Linked DNA regions of Mus musculus: all the other regions are linked to region 2. Evidence: chromatin contacts called from public Hi-C and targeted proximity ligation data. All regions are on one chromosome and are shown on one strand. The core of a region is the stretch at or near the end of the contact, and the rest is flanking DNA. Distances in the headings are between cores, read along the strand shown. Region 1 holds the start of A330040F15Rik (RIKEN cDNA A330040F15 gene). Region 2 has its middle 32 kb from the start of Fam111a. Region 3 holds the start of Dtx4 (deltex 4, E3 ubiquitin ligase).

Evidence for each region. A called contact is a pair of places that touch in the nucleus more often than the background predicts.
Region 1: a contact with region 2 is called in a Hi-C map of effector CD8 T cells, with 3 times the contacts expected there. A contact is called at or near these places in 6 of 39 promoter capture datasets (the C10 cell line, hematopoietic stem and progenitor cells, macrophages and 2 more), 58 of 484 Hi-C or Micro-C datasets (the AtT-20 cell line, B cells, the BV-2 cell line and 46 more), 18 of 130 datasets of targeted methods (the 230-238 cell line, CD8 T cells, DN3 thymocytes and 13 more) and 4 of 9 other capture datasets (adipose tissue, liver, macrophages and 1 more).
Region 3: a contact with region 2 is called in a targeted proximity ligation map of memory CD8 T cells, with 74 read pairs. A contact is called at or near these places in 1 of 39 promoter capture datasets (macrophages), 5 of 484 Hi-C or Micro-C datasets (CD4 T cells, CD8 T cells and embryonic retina), 6 of 130 datasets of targeted methods (CD8 T cells, the SCID.adh cell line, effector CD8 T cells and 3 more) and 2 of 9 other capture datasets (adipose tissue and liver).

What each region holds. Positions count from the first base shown.
Region 1 is chr19:12,595,054-12,599,625 of GRCm38.p6, forward strand. It overlaps A330040F15Rik (RIKEN cDNA A330040F15 gene), which reads right to left and starts at 1,513. Exons shown (of 2, transcript NR_015503.1): 1 at 885-1,513.
Region 2 is chr19:12,539,592-12,543,861 of GRCm38.p6, forward strand. No RefSeq gene overlaps it. Among named protein-coding and RNA genes, the nearest start is that of Fam111a, 32 kb to the right of the region's middle.
Region 3 is chr19:12,499,242-12,503,692 of GRCm38.p6, forward strand. It overlaps Dtx4 (deltex 4, E3 ubiquitin ligase), which reads right to left and starts at 2,755. Exons shown (of 9, transcript NM_172442.3): 1 at 1,766-2,755. The coding sequence starts at 1,976.

The DNA of each region.
Region 1 (4,572 bases), core at 263-2,762, 55 kb after region 2:
CTTGTGTCAAAATTCCTTCTCAATATTTATGTTTATGTCCATAGGCCTAGGCAGAAGCTTTCTTTAAAATATGGGTATTATTCAACACAGAGACTCATACTTACTTGTTCAAAGTGTTGAGAATAATACAGAGTTCTCAGCCCTAAATGGGACGTCTGTATTAACCCCTTATCAAGTTCTGGACAGTAACCAAGAGCCGTGGAATAGCCTGTAATGCTTTGAGGGGTTGTGTGGGGCAGCTTTAAAAGGTAACCCACACCTGGCCCCACACCTGGCACTAGGCTTTTTATTTGATAGTCATTAGTGTCTGGGGGTAGTTCTAATTAAACCCATTTTATGTATGTACATATACAACATCCAATGGGTACAGAGTATAAGAGTCTATTTCTTTGTTTCATATTGACTTTCAAAAGGCAGTACAATATTTCAGCCTGCTCTGATTTCTACATAGACAGCATAAAGTTTATACCATAAACGCATGCATCCCTTGGCACTGACTTTCAGTGGTCACAACTGTGACGTTTGACCAGCAGAGAGCATGAAAGCTCTAAGATGCTGGTGCAAACTGACAGAGGGCGTGGCTTCTGCATATCTGACACACCTCCAGGATTCAGGCCTGGATGAGGTAATAGCAGGCCAGAAGAAGAAGGCGTGGGGCTGAGCGTGCGTGTGTTCGTCAGTGTGTGTATGTCAGTGCGAGCAAAAGCCCTGGTGAGACTCAAGTGTAGGAGCTCTGGCCGCGGATACAGCCAGCGCTGAGCTGAAAACAGACAGGAAGTTAGTGGCTGCAAACCTCAGTCCCCGCGTTGGCCCCTGGGACCGGGATGGCAAGCGAGCTTTTGGACACCCGGGGACCCGGGAAGTATCCGCGGGCGTGAGCTCACCTTGGCGTTCTTCCGGGGAGGGGAGACACCTGGAAGCCTCTGAGCGGAGCCCCAGGGAGGGAGCTGTGCCACCGCCGTTGCCTGGCTCCCAGCGGAGAGAGGACGGAGGGCGTGACCATGCAACTCCAGCGAGGCTCAACTGGTGCGAGGCGGGTGCTGCGTCGCGCTTGGGCCGTGCGCCCTGGGTGGCTTTGCAAGGCGGGCGGCGAATGTGCAGGGTCAGGTTTTTTGCATGAAGCCGCTGGACCCCTCGGAGCAGCGGCAGCGACAGGGGCGGTGGAGCACAGTTGGAGGCGGGCAGCTACGGGTCCGCGTCCCGGTGCCTAAGCGACTGCAGACTCCCCCATGAACCACAGCTGAGGCTTCCCGGGAGGCGGTGGCGCCCGAGGCCGGGTGTGCAAGGACGGGGAAGGGAGCATCTCAGGGCACTTCATGCTCCAGACCTCAGCCTTGGACCCTAGTGGTGTAGGAATGGCTGACCGATCATGGCGGCTGGTGTCCCTACAGCCCTGCTGTGAAACACCACTTCAAGGCGGTGCTGCGCTGGTCCACGCGCGGGGCCAGCGTGGTGTTGGGCTAGGTGGAGAGACAGATTGCCCCCTACATCATCGACCTGCAGTCCATGAACCAGTTCCGCCAAGACACGGGTGAGCCATCCAAATCCCTGGTCTGTCCACTGACTCACCCAGTGACTAGCTTTGCTTACTGATGTCCTCACGTGATAGGTGTTGAGGGCAGGTGTTTCCCTTCCTTAGATCCTCACAGGATTCCAAGACCACCTTCAAGTATTTGTCCTGGCAAGTAGTTTAAATTGTCTTGATTATACAAACCCAGCTTCGGCCTAGCTGCAGGAGACCCCTTTATGCCCCCATCGCCACCCCCAGCCCCTACTGGCCCTTAGTGCAGGAATTCTAGGACTTTGCAGTTCCCAAGGAATGCGGGGTCTTCAGCAAGATACTGCTGGAGCCCTTTTACTGCTCACACCTCAGCTGACTTTGCTTTGCCTCAAGCACCTTTGGGGCTGCCGTACACCTCCCCCTCCCTTCAACCTGGCTGAATCTGGCCCTCTTCTATGGACCCCCCCTTCCCACTGACAACTCCTGGATGTAAGATTTGGGAAGCCGTAGGGTTCCTCAGTGTCTAGTTACAGTCTAGTGTGTGAAAAGTGCTGGAAAATTACTGGGAAGAGAGATTGGAGCCAGGGATTCCAGAGCTGGAGCATCTGGATGTGGTGGAGAGAAGAACCGGAGGACTGGGCTCCGGAATGCCTGGCAGAGAGGCTCCTCCCTTTGTCCACAGAGGACAGGACAGAGTGAACATTCTGCAACATTCTCCAACAGCCTGCAGAGTGGAGAATGTCTTTGCCAGCTATGCCTCAGACAGGGGCTGGGCGTCTAGAATATATAAAGAACTGCAGTAATTAAACTTCAAAATAGCTAGTCAATAAATCAGCCAATGAATGGAAGATACCGTTCGCAAAAGTAGGACCACATATGGACACCAGAGATTAAAAAGGCGTTCAGCATTCTTAGTTACCAGCTGAGTGAAAATTGAAGCTACGTTTTGGATTCCATCTTCCCCTAGTGACAATTACTAAGATAAAGAAAAGAGACAGCAGTGCTGTTGAGGTAATGTAACCTAGTACAGCCATTATATAAATTAGTATACATTTCTAAAAATTAAAAAAACAGAACTTCCCTATGATCCAGATATACTTCTGAGTGTGTGAGTGTGTGTATGTGTGTGTGTGTGAGTGTGTGTGTGTGTGTGTGTGTGTATTCTACCACAGAGATACCTGCACATCCACATTTATTGGTTTTCTATTCAAAATAGCAAAGAAATGGAACCAGCCCAAATGGAGCCAACAGATGAATGGATAAGGAAAACGTGGCACATATATAAATGGTATTTATTCAGCTGTAAAGAAAAATGAAATCACATAACTTACAGAAAAATGAATGAATATGGGAATTAGAAAAAAAAACCCTCCAGATTTAGACAGACAGCACATCTCTCACATGTGGAGCCTAGCCTATAAAGTCTGTCTGTCTGTCTGTCTGTCTGTCTGTCTGTCGTATGTAAGTTGGGGTGAATTCCTTGACTGTAGGCTCTGGAATCAGAAAAGAGTGCACAAAGAGGGAAAGAAAGTGTTGCAGAAGTAGAGGAAGGGCACAGGGAGGTGAATGTGGAGATGGAGGATGTGTGTAAGGTACAGTGGGGAGGGGGTGAGGGTATGGGGGGTGAGAAAGGTGAGGTGATTCAACAAAATAAATTTTGTCTGAAACTGGCACAATAAAACCTAATTCTGTGTGTTAATTATTAATGAAAAATAAACTATTTACAAAATAAAACTATGAAGACTGAGAAGTATGTACAAAGATGCCTCTTATGTTGTTCTTTTAAAATAACAGTAAGATTTTGGGGTGTCCTAAATTTCCAAAACAGAAAAATAGTTAAATAAATCACAAATTTCTGTGTCATAATTCTGATCATTATGTAAACACTAAAGCTAACTCTAAAAATAATTTTCCTTTCCCTTCCTCCTCTTCTTCTCTTCCATCTCATCTCCACACTCCCTTTGGAACATAGTTGCAAAGTTTTCAGTTACCCCAATACCCAGACTTCTTGCTAGATGCGATTATTCAATGGATTCTCTTAAGGGGTATTAACATCAAATTTGGAACCCAGAGAACTGACGTCAAGGTTTTTGTGCTTCAGTGAGATTTTTGTAGTGTCCATAATGCTGTGTAAAAGAAAAACTGGAAAGCTATCCAAACTTGGCTCTGCTAAAAATCACAAGGTAAGTGAAGTATGGGAGTTGCCGAGTTCCCTTTGATTTCTGGATCCTACCTGACACTAGCAAAAATGAGCAGTTTCAAAATCACCGAACAGCAAAACATTGACTAAAGTTGTTTAGTTAAGAGTTAACACTTGAGAGATAGTTGCCAGTAGAGTGCCTGCCATGTACTTAGGAGGACTTAACTCTGATCTCCAGCACTCAGTTAAATGTGGGGCACAGCTAAGCACTATGCTAGCGCTGAGAAGAGGGAGACAAGAGGGGAGGAGCCCCTGGGTGTGTTGCCCAGGCAGTCTGACCAAATTGAAAAGGTCCAGGTTCAAAAAATAAGGTGGAGAGTCATTGAGGAAGACACCTAACTTCTGGCTTCTATATGTATACACAACAGAATGAGCACTCCCCACTATGCAGAGAAACATGGACGGACACACACACACACACACACACCTATTTACATTTAAGTAACAATGATTACCTTCAACAACTCTGAGAAAAAGAAAGTGCATTTATATGAGTCTAACTGATAGAGATTCACAGACAGGAAGGAATATATACACTGATACTTGAGAAATGGGACATATTGTGTTTTGTTTTCTGTTGACATATATGCCAAAATATATGTATATGTGCATACATATACATACATTCATATATATCCATACAGATATGTAAATACATTGTTGTAAAGTCTGCATAACATCGTTTTAATTAAGTGTACAATATAGTGTGTTAAATATATTCACAGGATTTTGCAATTATACACATTATCTATACCTCAACTATATCATCATTCCCTAATGTGACCTCTTTACCTACTGAGCTCTTGGTAACCCCTATTCTACCGTCCCTGTCTGAATTTGCTTCTTCTACACTGATCTCCTATGTGGGATC
Region 2 (4,270 bases), core at 1,055-3,554:
CCTAGTTTCCTGTTTGCAAAAAGCAGCAGCAACTGTAAATGAGACAAATATATCCTATGGTGATATGTCCAGAAGAGTGAGTGCCCATGAGTCTAGGATCACCTCAGACTTCACTCACAGCTATATGGTCTTGAGCATGTTATTTATTTTCCACCTCTTTTTCACCCCAAAAGGCATGGCATAGACTCACCATCAACTATTGTGAAGATTAAAAATACATCATGCAAGCTGGGTATGGTAACACATACCTTTAATCCCAGTGCTCAGGAGACAGAGTCAGACAGGTCTCTGTGAGTTTGAGGCCTGATCTACAAAGCAAGTTCCAGGACATCCAAGGGCAACACAGAAGAAACCTGTCTTGAAACAAAACAAAACAAAGCAAAACAAATAAACAAACAATATGCAGGCAATGGCTTCAGGCAATGACTGCCTGTGACAGATTGATTAGGGAATATTACTGTTATTGATACTGTTATCAATACTAAGACTTAACTAGGGACACTCTTAGAACAGTGGAAGTTCTGGGGAAATGAAAATTGGAAAGCACATGAGGAACTGGACTGTGTCATAGTATTTCTGAGGCCACGGATTTATTTCTCAATCTGTTAGTGAACTTGGGGGTTACACTTAGGAAAATGAACTGAGCAGAGGAGACAGGGCAAGACAAGGCAGAGGTTCCATCATCTTATATTCTTGCTGAGGTTATTTTAGGTTTAACTCCAATTTGATCTCCTTGAAAGAATCCTATAGAAAATTCTTGCTGAGCAAGATAGCAGGCTGTGATTTTTGCCTTTAAAATCCCCTTAGTCTAAATGCTCAGGGATGTTATACTTGGGCCCCCGACTACTCTCAGCCAGTTGGAATAAAGACTTTCAATTGGCTATAGACAGTGTCTGAGTGGCCATCTCTGTTGGACTCCCTCTCCCACAGACAACAACATGAATTTTCCAGTTCCTTTGCAAGTGTTTTAGCAAGAGTTAAGAGGTTAAGAATCTACTCTGTATCCATTTCCCCACCTCCTAGCTTTTCCCCTATCCAGACAGAATCATGTTATAGCAAAATATTCAATGCTTGCAGCTATCCTAAGCCAATCCAGGAGGAGCTAGGATTCCACTGACCTTAATACAGGAGTTGCTGCCTCTTCTTCAGTGAAGTCACAAAGTAATGGAGCCTGTGGAGGGTTCCCTGACCAGTCTCCTGGCCCCACTTTTCACCACCGCAGCCAATTACCCTTTAATTTCTCATTTCCCTTTTCTCTTTCTTTCCTGTCTTCCTTACCCCTCTTCATTTACATCCTCTGCCCTACCCCCCTTAGTTCTTTTTTACGCCCTCTTACACCCCCACCCCCATTTCTTGACCAATCTTAAAGATGCTGAAAGCTTACTAGCTTGACTGATTTCTCTCTCTGTTTCGATTTCCTCAGCCAGAGTTTTAAGAAACAAGATAAGAGGAAACTGAGAAAGCTGATAACATTTGAAATGTAAATAAAGAAAATATCTAATAAAAAAAAAGAGAAGAAACAAGATAAACAGATAACAGACACCTTGTCCTAACCCACCACATTGCTGCCTCCAGGACACAGTGGGACAAGAAGCAGCCACTGAAAACAAACTTATGCTTTCCTGGTCCTCCAAATGAATGGCACTTCTGTCCTTTCCAGCCCAGGGGTTCTAGTGCTGCCAAGCCCTTGTCCACCCTGGAAAGTACCTGTGTAGTCTCTGCACTTACATACCTGCTGCACATATTGCTCTCAGCCAGCAAACCCAGCCCCTGACTCAGGTCAGCTCTTCTATGAGGAGTAATCAATTAAGCATCTCTCAGAGACATAGTCTGGTCAATGAGAACGCACTCAAGGAAGGTCTGAGTAGGTAAGGGAGCAAGGCAAAGGAGAAGAGAGGGTGGGTGAAAGGAAGCTACACCCTTAGAAAATTAATCTCTGGCCAACTGGTTTGTTTTATGCCATTCCCACCTTAAGTTTCTTTTTCTCCATTTTATTTCTGACTTTTAAGAAGGAGGGAGCACTAGCTCTCAAACTGAGTTTCATTACTCTTCCAAACCTTCCCTCTTCCTTCCCAGTCGTCCTTACCCCTCTTCATTTACATCCTCCTCTGCCCCACCCCCTTACTTCTAGTTTACTCCCTCCTAGCCTCCCTCCCCAACCATTTCCTGACCAATCTTAAAGATGCTTAAAGCTTCCTAGCTTCACTGATTTCTCTCTCTGTTTCAATTTCTCTGCTCACCCTCCCAACACCTTTCAGCATTTACATTTGCCCCATTCTCTGCTTCTTTGACAGTTGAAGAGGGGGGATGGGCTGTTTCCTGGGTGGCTAACAAGGGGCAGATCTTATCTGTCACACATAAAAGCACTTCAAAATGTAATCATATAATAAAACAGTCTTCTGTAGCAGGTGTACCCTTTTAATCCCAGCTCTCAGGAGACAGAGCCGGGTGGTTTTCTGTGAGTTCAAGAACAGTCAGGTCTATATAGCAAGCTCTAGGTCTGCTAGGGCTATACAATAGAGAGACCCAGTTTAAAAACCCCAAAACCAAACCAAAAGAAATAAAAATCCTTAAAAAGTAAATTTGCCCATTTTATTCAGCTTTTGACAAGCACAATTAAAGAAAACAGAAACTATTACAACCTCTTTTGATCCCCTCCAGGGCAGAGAACACCTGCAGAGAAGACCTTAGAGCCCTGTACTGGTTCTAGCTGGTTGCTAACCCAAATGGGGGCTCCCAGAAATCTGGTGTTAAATAAAGTTCAGTTTATTGCCCTTGGGGTAGTTAAAACAATCACTTCATGAAATCTTAGGAGAGATTCTTAGGAGAGAGTGAGGGAGAAAGATCAAGCTGAGCTGAGCAAGACTCTGACGTGCTGACTTCTGGTTTGCTGCGGGAGATTGGTTAGCATTTAGTAGCAGAGTCAAGATTTGTGGATTACAGGAAATTTAAGATTTTGAAACAAAGGGTGAGGTAATCTTGTTTTGCACAGTGTTCTTTATGTTTTCTATTGAAGGTTGGTTGGATTTTTGAGGAACCTACTGGAAAATCAAGAGGTTTTTCACCTTTCTAGTCCATGGTAGAACATTCCTACGATAACACATTTGTGTTGATGGAAACAGTTGGTGAATAGTCGTACGGATGAAGTAGCCACCTATGTGAGTGGAGCTGCTTCCTACGCACATGCCTGAGAAAGAAATCCGAATACAGCACTTACTCTGTGACACTCAACAAAACGCTGTGGGGCTGGAAAAATAGCCTACCAGATGCAGAGGTTTATTCCCCAGCACCTACATAGTGGCTCACAAGTGTCTGTGACTTCAGTTCCAGGAGATCCAATGTCCTCTTCTGACCCCTCCAGGCACTGAATACACACAGTACACAAGCATAAATCCAGGCAAACACTCACACATACAAAATTTTAAAATAAAGTAAAATCTCAATTATGATGGAAAAATCTCAGGAGGCATTTTCATGACGTGGCCAAGATGGTTTCACAGAAATTGCTTTCAAAAAATTAGCATGGGTCTCCTTCAAGCACTGCTGAAGAAATGATTACTGCAGTTCACTTTGGCTGCAGACAGAGCTGTACTTCCCACTTAAAGCATTATAGCACATGGGTGCACAGGTTTGTCTCAACTGATCTCTGAAAAAGTAAAACGTAAAAACAAAATTCTAGGCCTTTAGGCCCAGGCTTGTGAATGTGACCTTTGTGACTCAATGCTCCAAGGTATGCTAATCATAAAACAGATAGCGACATTCCTCCACCCACCCGCTTTCTGGGTTCAAAGAGTGTTCATTCAAAGAATGTGCTATTGTTAGGGCCTCTTAGAAACTGTCTTGAGAGATAACCTGAACACTTGTGACACTTGTGACTTTGTACTTCCTTGTGACTCTTAACTGGTATCTTTGGTATTTTCCAACAATGCCCTCCCCAATTCCTTGAGTTGTGGTTTATTCCTTTAAATACCCCCTTACCCAGCTACTCGGGGCGCCACGGTCCTCTACCCTGCGTGGTGTATGACCGTGGGCCCTAGAGCACTCTTGAATAAAAATCCTCTTGCAGTTTGCAGCAAGATCGTTTCTTGTGGGTGATTTTGGGGTGTCGCCTCTCCTGAGTCAGAACGTGGGGGAGTCCTCACATTGTGGGTCTTTCATTTGGTGCATTGGCCAGGAAACGGGACCACCCTTCACACCCGAGAACCGACTTGGAGGTATGGGGATCCCCTCTTGTGTACGTGCCGGCCGGTGTCTCTGTTTTGAGTGTCTG
Region 3 (4,451 bases), core at 1,505-4,004, 40 kb before region 2:
GCTGTTTTATTTTGAGCAGGCCTGGAACTCTGTCAGGTGGTCTGTTGATCCCACCTCCAGGGCTCAGCTGCTCCCCCCGCACCCCCCCCCACACCCACCCCACACTCTCTACCATGCATCACTTCCAGATCCTCCACCAAATACACAATGGGCATCTCCTTCTTCCTCTGAGGTTACATTTAATCCTTTCTCCCCATCTCCCAACATTTCTACTTATTTTCTCTTCTTCTCTGTCTCTCAGCTCCTCTTCCCTGCTTTTTCTATCAAAGTTCCAGCCAACCAGATGTTAAACTTCTGGAACTTTTTTCCCCCCTCCAGAAAGGTTTCCTCTATTGGCCATGGTCATACAATTCTTGGCAAAGAGGTTGCTCAGAGTTACGACTACAGATCACAAGAGTGAGGGACTGCACCTCTTTCCCATGACAATCCCAATTAGCACACAGGATGTGAAGGCTTTCCTAGGAAGCTACGGGGGACCTGTCCAGCAGCTGTTCCCTGAGTCACAGGGCCCTCCTCCTCCTCCTCTTCTCCTCTTCTCCCCCCCCCCCTCCCCCCCACACCTGCTCCAGGCTCTGCAGTTACACCCTTGGGACAGGCTAGCCAGAATTCCAGAAATGACCCCACCCACCCCCCAATTGAAGAGATTACTGTATGGAGACGGAAACTTGTCCCAAGTCATCAGTTAAGCCGGGACAAACTAGACCCAAAGAAGAGAGCAGCACCCTTGCTTTTCTTCTCTCTCCAGTATCTCCCAACCCTCACTCTAACGTAACCTATAGAGCTCCCTTCCTTGCTAGGATCTGGAAGAGCTACACGGCTGCGAGATTTGCGGCAGACCTAGTGGCAACTTAATTTTTATGGAGTTTAGTGCCTTGGGAGGTCAGAGTGGTGGCTCCTGTTTGCTATTTTAAGCAAAAAACCTAAGGACAGTTTCTTCTTAGCCTTTCTTCTTCTCTTGCTGCCTCCCTCCGTCCCTCCTCCTCCTCCTCCTCCTCCTTCTCTATGGACAAAGGGAGCAGCTTCCCTGCCAGGCATTCCAGAGCCCAATCCTCCCGCCTCCTCTCTCCATCTGCTCTGGCCTGTTGCTTCAGTGCTTGGAGTGTACAAGCAGAGGCATCTGCGGATGCCACCACATCCAGGATGCTCCAGTCCTGGAACCCATGCTCCACTCTCTCCCAGTATTGTCCCAGCCCTTTCATACAATAGACAGTAATTGGAGACTGGGGATCCCTTTGCCTCCCCAAGTCTCTTACCCAGGAGCTGACAGTGGGAAGGCTGGGTCCCTAGAAGAGGGCCATATAGACATTAAAGTTGAAAGGGGGTGGGGGGTGGGGGCAAGTGTATGTTAGGCCCAAAGGTGCCTGAGGCAAAGCAGGGTGAACTGAGGTGTGAGCAAGTGTGAGCAGGTGTGAGCCAAGAGGTTCAAGTAATGTCTTGCTGAAGAGTCAGCATTTCTTGGGGGGTGGGAGGCGGTTTGCAAAACCCTAGAGTTCTTGCACAAACGGCTACTAGGGGCTGATGGGGGCATAAAGGGGTTCTCCTGCAGCTAGGCTGAGGCTGGGTTGTATAATCAAGACTCTTTAAACTACTTGCAAGGACATTTACTTGGAGGTGGTCTTGGAATCCTGTGAGGACCTAGGGAAGAGAAGCACCTGCCCTCAACACCTATAGCTGATACCAGTGAGCAAAGCTGGCCACTGGGTGGATCACAGCGGACCCACGAGGCGGGAGCTCCTGGGACAGACAAGAGATGTGAATGGCTCACCCGTGTCTTGGCGGAACTGGTTCATGGACTGCAGGTCGATGATGTAGGGCGCGAGCCGGCTGTCCACCTGGCCCAACACCACGCTGCCCCCGGCGCGGGGACCAGCGCGCACCACCGCCTCGATGTGGTGACTCACGGCTGGGCTGTAGGGACGCCAGCGGCCGTGTTCGTTCAGCCATTCCCACACCACCACTGCCGAGGCCAGGAGCATGGCGAGCCCGGGGTTGCGGCGCGGTGCTGCCCACCTCCCGGGCCCGGCCTTCTGCGCTTCCTCCGGCGCCGCCGCCTCCGGGTCTCAACCGCGCCCCCCGGTCTGCGCCCCACCGCTGCGGGAAGCCTCAGCTGCGGCCCATGGGGGAGTCCGCAGCCGCGTAGGCACTGGGACACGGACCCCGGAGCTGCCCGTCTCCGACTGCGCTCCGCCGGGCTCCGCCGCCTCTGCCGCTGCTCCGAGGGGTCCAGCGGCTTCATGCAAAGGCCCGGCCCTGCGCACTCGCCGCCCCGCCTTGCAAAGCCACCCGGGGGCGCGCGGCCCGAGCGCGACGCTGCACCCGCCTCGCACCAGTTGCGCCTCGGGCTCCGCGGGCGCCCGCGTGGATCGCGCCGCACGGTCACGCCCTCCGCCCTCTCTCCGCTTCGAGTAAGCCGACCGCGGTGGCACAGCTCCCCCTCCCTGCGGCTCGGCTCAGTGGCCTCCAGGAGGAGTCGCCCCTCCCGGGCAGAGCGCCAAGGCGAGCTCGCGCCCGCGGAGGCTTCCCTGGTCCCCCAGTCTCGAGAGCACGCGCGCCATCCCGGTCCCAGCTGCCACTGCCAGGACCCAACTTTGCAGCCTGTTCAAATATGGAACTGTCTGTCTGTCTGTTTTCAGCTCAGCACCGGCCGTGTCCGCGGCGTGAGCTCAGAGGCTCGCATCTCCCTACAGCTCGTGCATGCATACGCATTCTCTCTCTCTCTCTCTCTCTCTCTCTCTCTCTCTCTCTCTCTCTCTCTGTCACACACACATACATCCACACCCACACACGCACGCAACACCCCCCACCCACACACACACACACACAGGAATTGCCCCACGCTCTCCTTGTTCTGTCCGTTATTACCTCATCCTCGTCTGCACCGTTCCCTAGCTGTCCATCAAAGATGCAAAAGCCACGCCCCATGGCCACTAGCACCAGCGATCTAGAGCTTCCATGCCCCCTGCTGGTCCAAATCCTCAAGTGCAGGTCAAAGGCCACACACTTGTGACCATCGAGAGCCAGTGCCAAGGGTTCCCTGCGTTTACATAGAGAGAAAAGAAGTTCTTGCTGTCCAATTTTTCTGTTAGAAGACACAAGGTAGACTAATTCATCCTGCAGTGTCTATGTAAATAAAACCATGAGACAGCAGAACAAACGCAAGCTAGACTCGCTCATTTTGATCATCAATGGCTAAAGAGGAAAGTAATATAAAGTGGGTTCTGACTAAGGGGATTGAAGCCTGTATTGCACATTATTGCTTGGCATGGTACATCACACGGGCAACTTCCACACTTGAGAAGCAAGAAGATGGAGAATTTCATGCCACATATCCAGACCAGGTCTCCAAACGAATTAAGTTAGACATTTTAAAGAGAATTATGTATTAACCTTGTCAGAAAACACACACTTTGTTTCTCCGTGGGTGGAACTGCACAATGAATCCGTTCTGACAAAGTGAAGCTGGAATTTGGAGCAATCTTATATTGGTAATGAGATTGTTAATCTTTTTTGGAATGGCTTTTCCATAGTTTCATGTGCTCCTTTTATATTTGAGGAGACAAACAGAAAACCGCTCCTAAGCAGATAAACTAGAAATTTCCAGATAGAGGAAACTTAAACTGGGGAAAGGTGTGGGTGGGTATTAAGAAATATTTAACTGTCTGCTTGCAGGACAAACAGGAAGTAGAAAGAACTAACGTTTACTTTCTGACCATTCTCTTTTGCACTCCGTCTTCTTGTGTCTACCACGATAACACGGCAGGGTAGTATAGTAGAAGTGAAATGAATGACAACACAGGAAAACATTTGCGCCTGGGTAACTTGTTAGAGAGAGTGAATATATAGTAATTAGTTGTGAGTCTGAACAGGTGAGAGGGTGCGCCAGAGAACCTGACAGCTTCTGGAACAGGCAGAAGCACAGAGGCGCTGAGGCAGCACCCTGTGTGGGCCGGGGACAGCTGGCCACCTTCCGGACCGGAGGACAGGTGCCCACCCGGCAGGGGAGGCGGCCTAAGCCACAGCAGCAGCGGTCGCCATCTTGGTCCTGGGACTCCAAGGAACTTAGGAATTTAGTCTGCTTAGGTGAGAGTCTGTACCACCTGGGAACTGCCAAAGCAACACAGTGTCTGAGAAAGGTCCTGTTTTGGGCCTTCTTCTTCGGCCAGGAGGAGGTCCAAATACAAGATATCTGCGCACCTTCCCTGTAAGAGAGCTTGCCAGCAGAGAGTGCTCTGAGCACTGAAACTCAGAGGAGAGAATCTGTCTCCCAGGTCTGCTGATAGACGGTAACAGAATCACCAGAAGAACAATCTCTAAACAGAGTCAACTATAACTACTAACTCCAGAGATTACCAGATGGCGAAAGGTAAACGGAGGAATCTTACTAACAGGAACCAAGACCACTCACCATCACCAGAACCCAGCACACCCACTTCGCCCAGTCCAGGGAACCC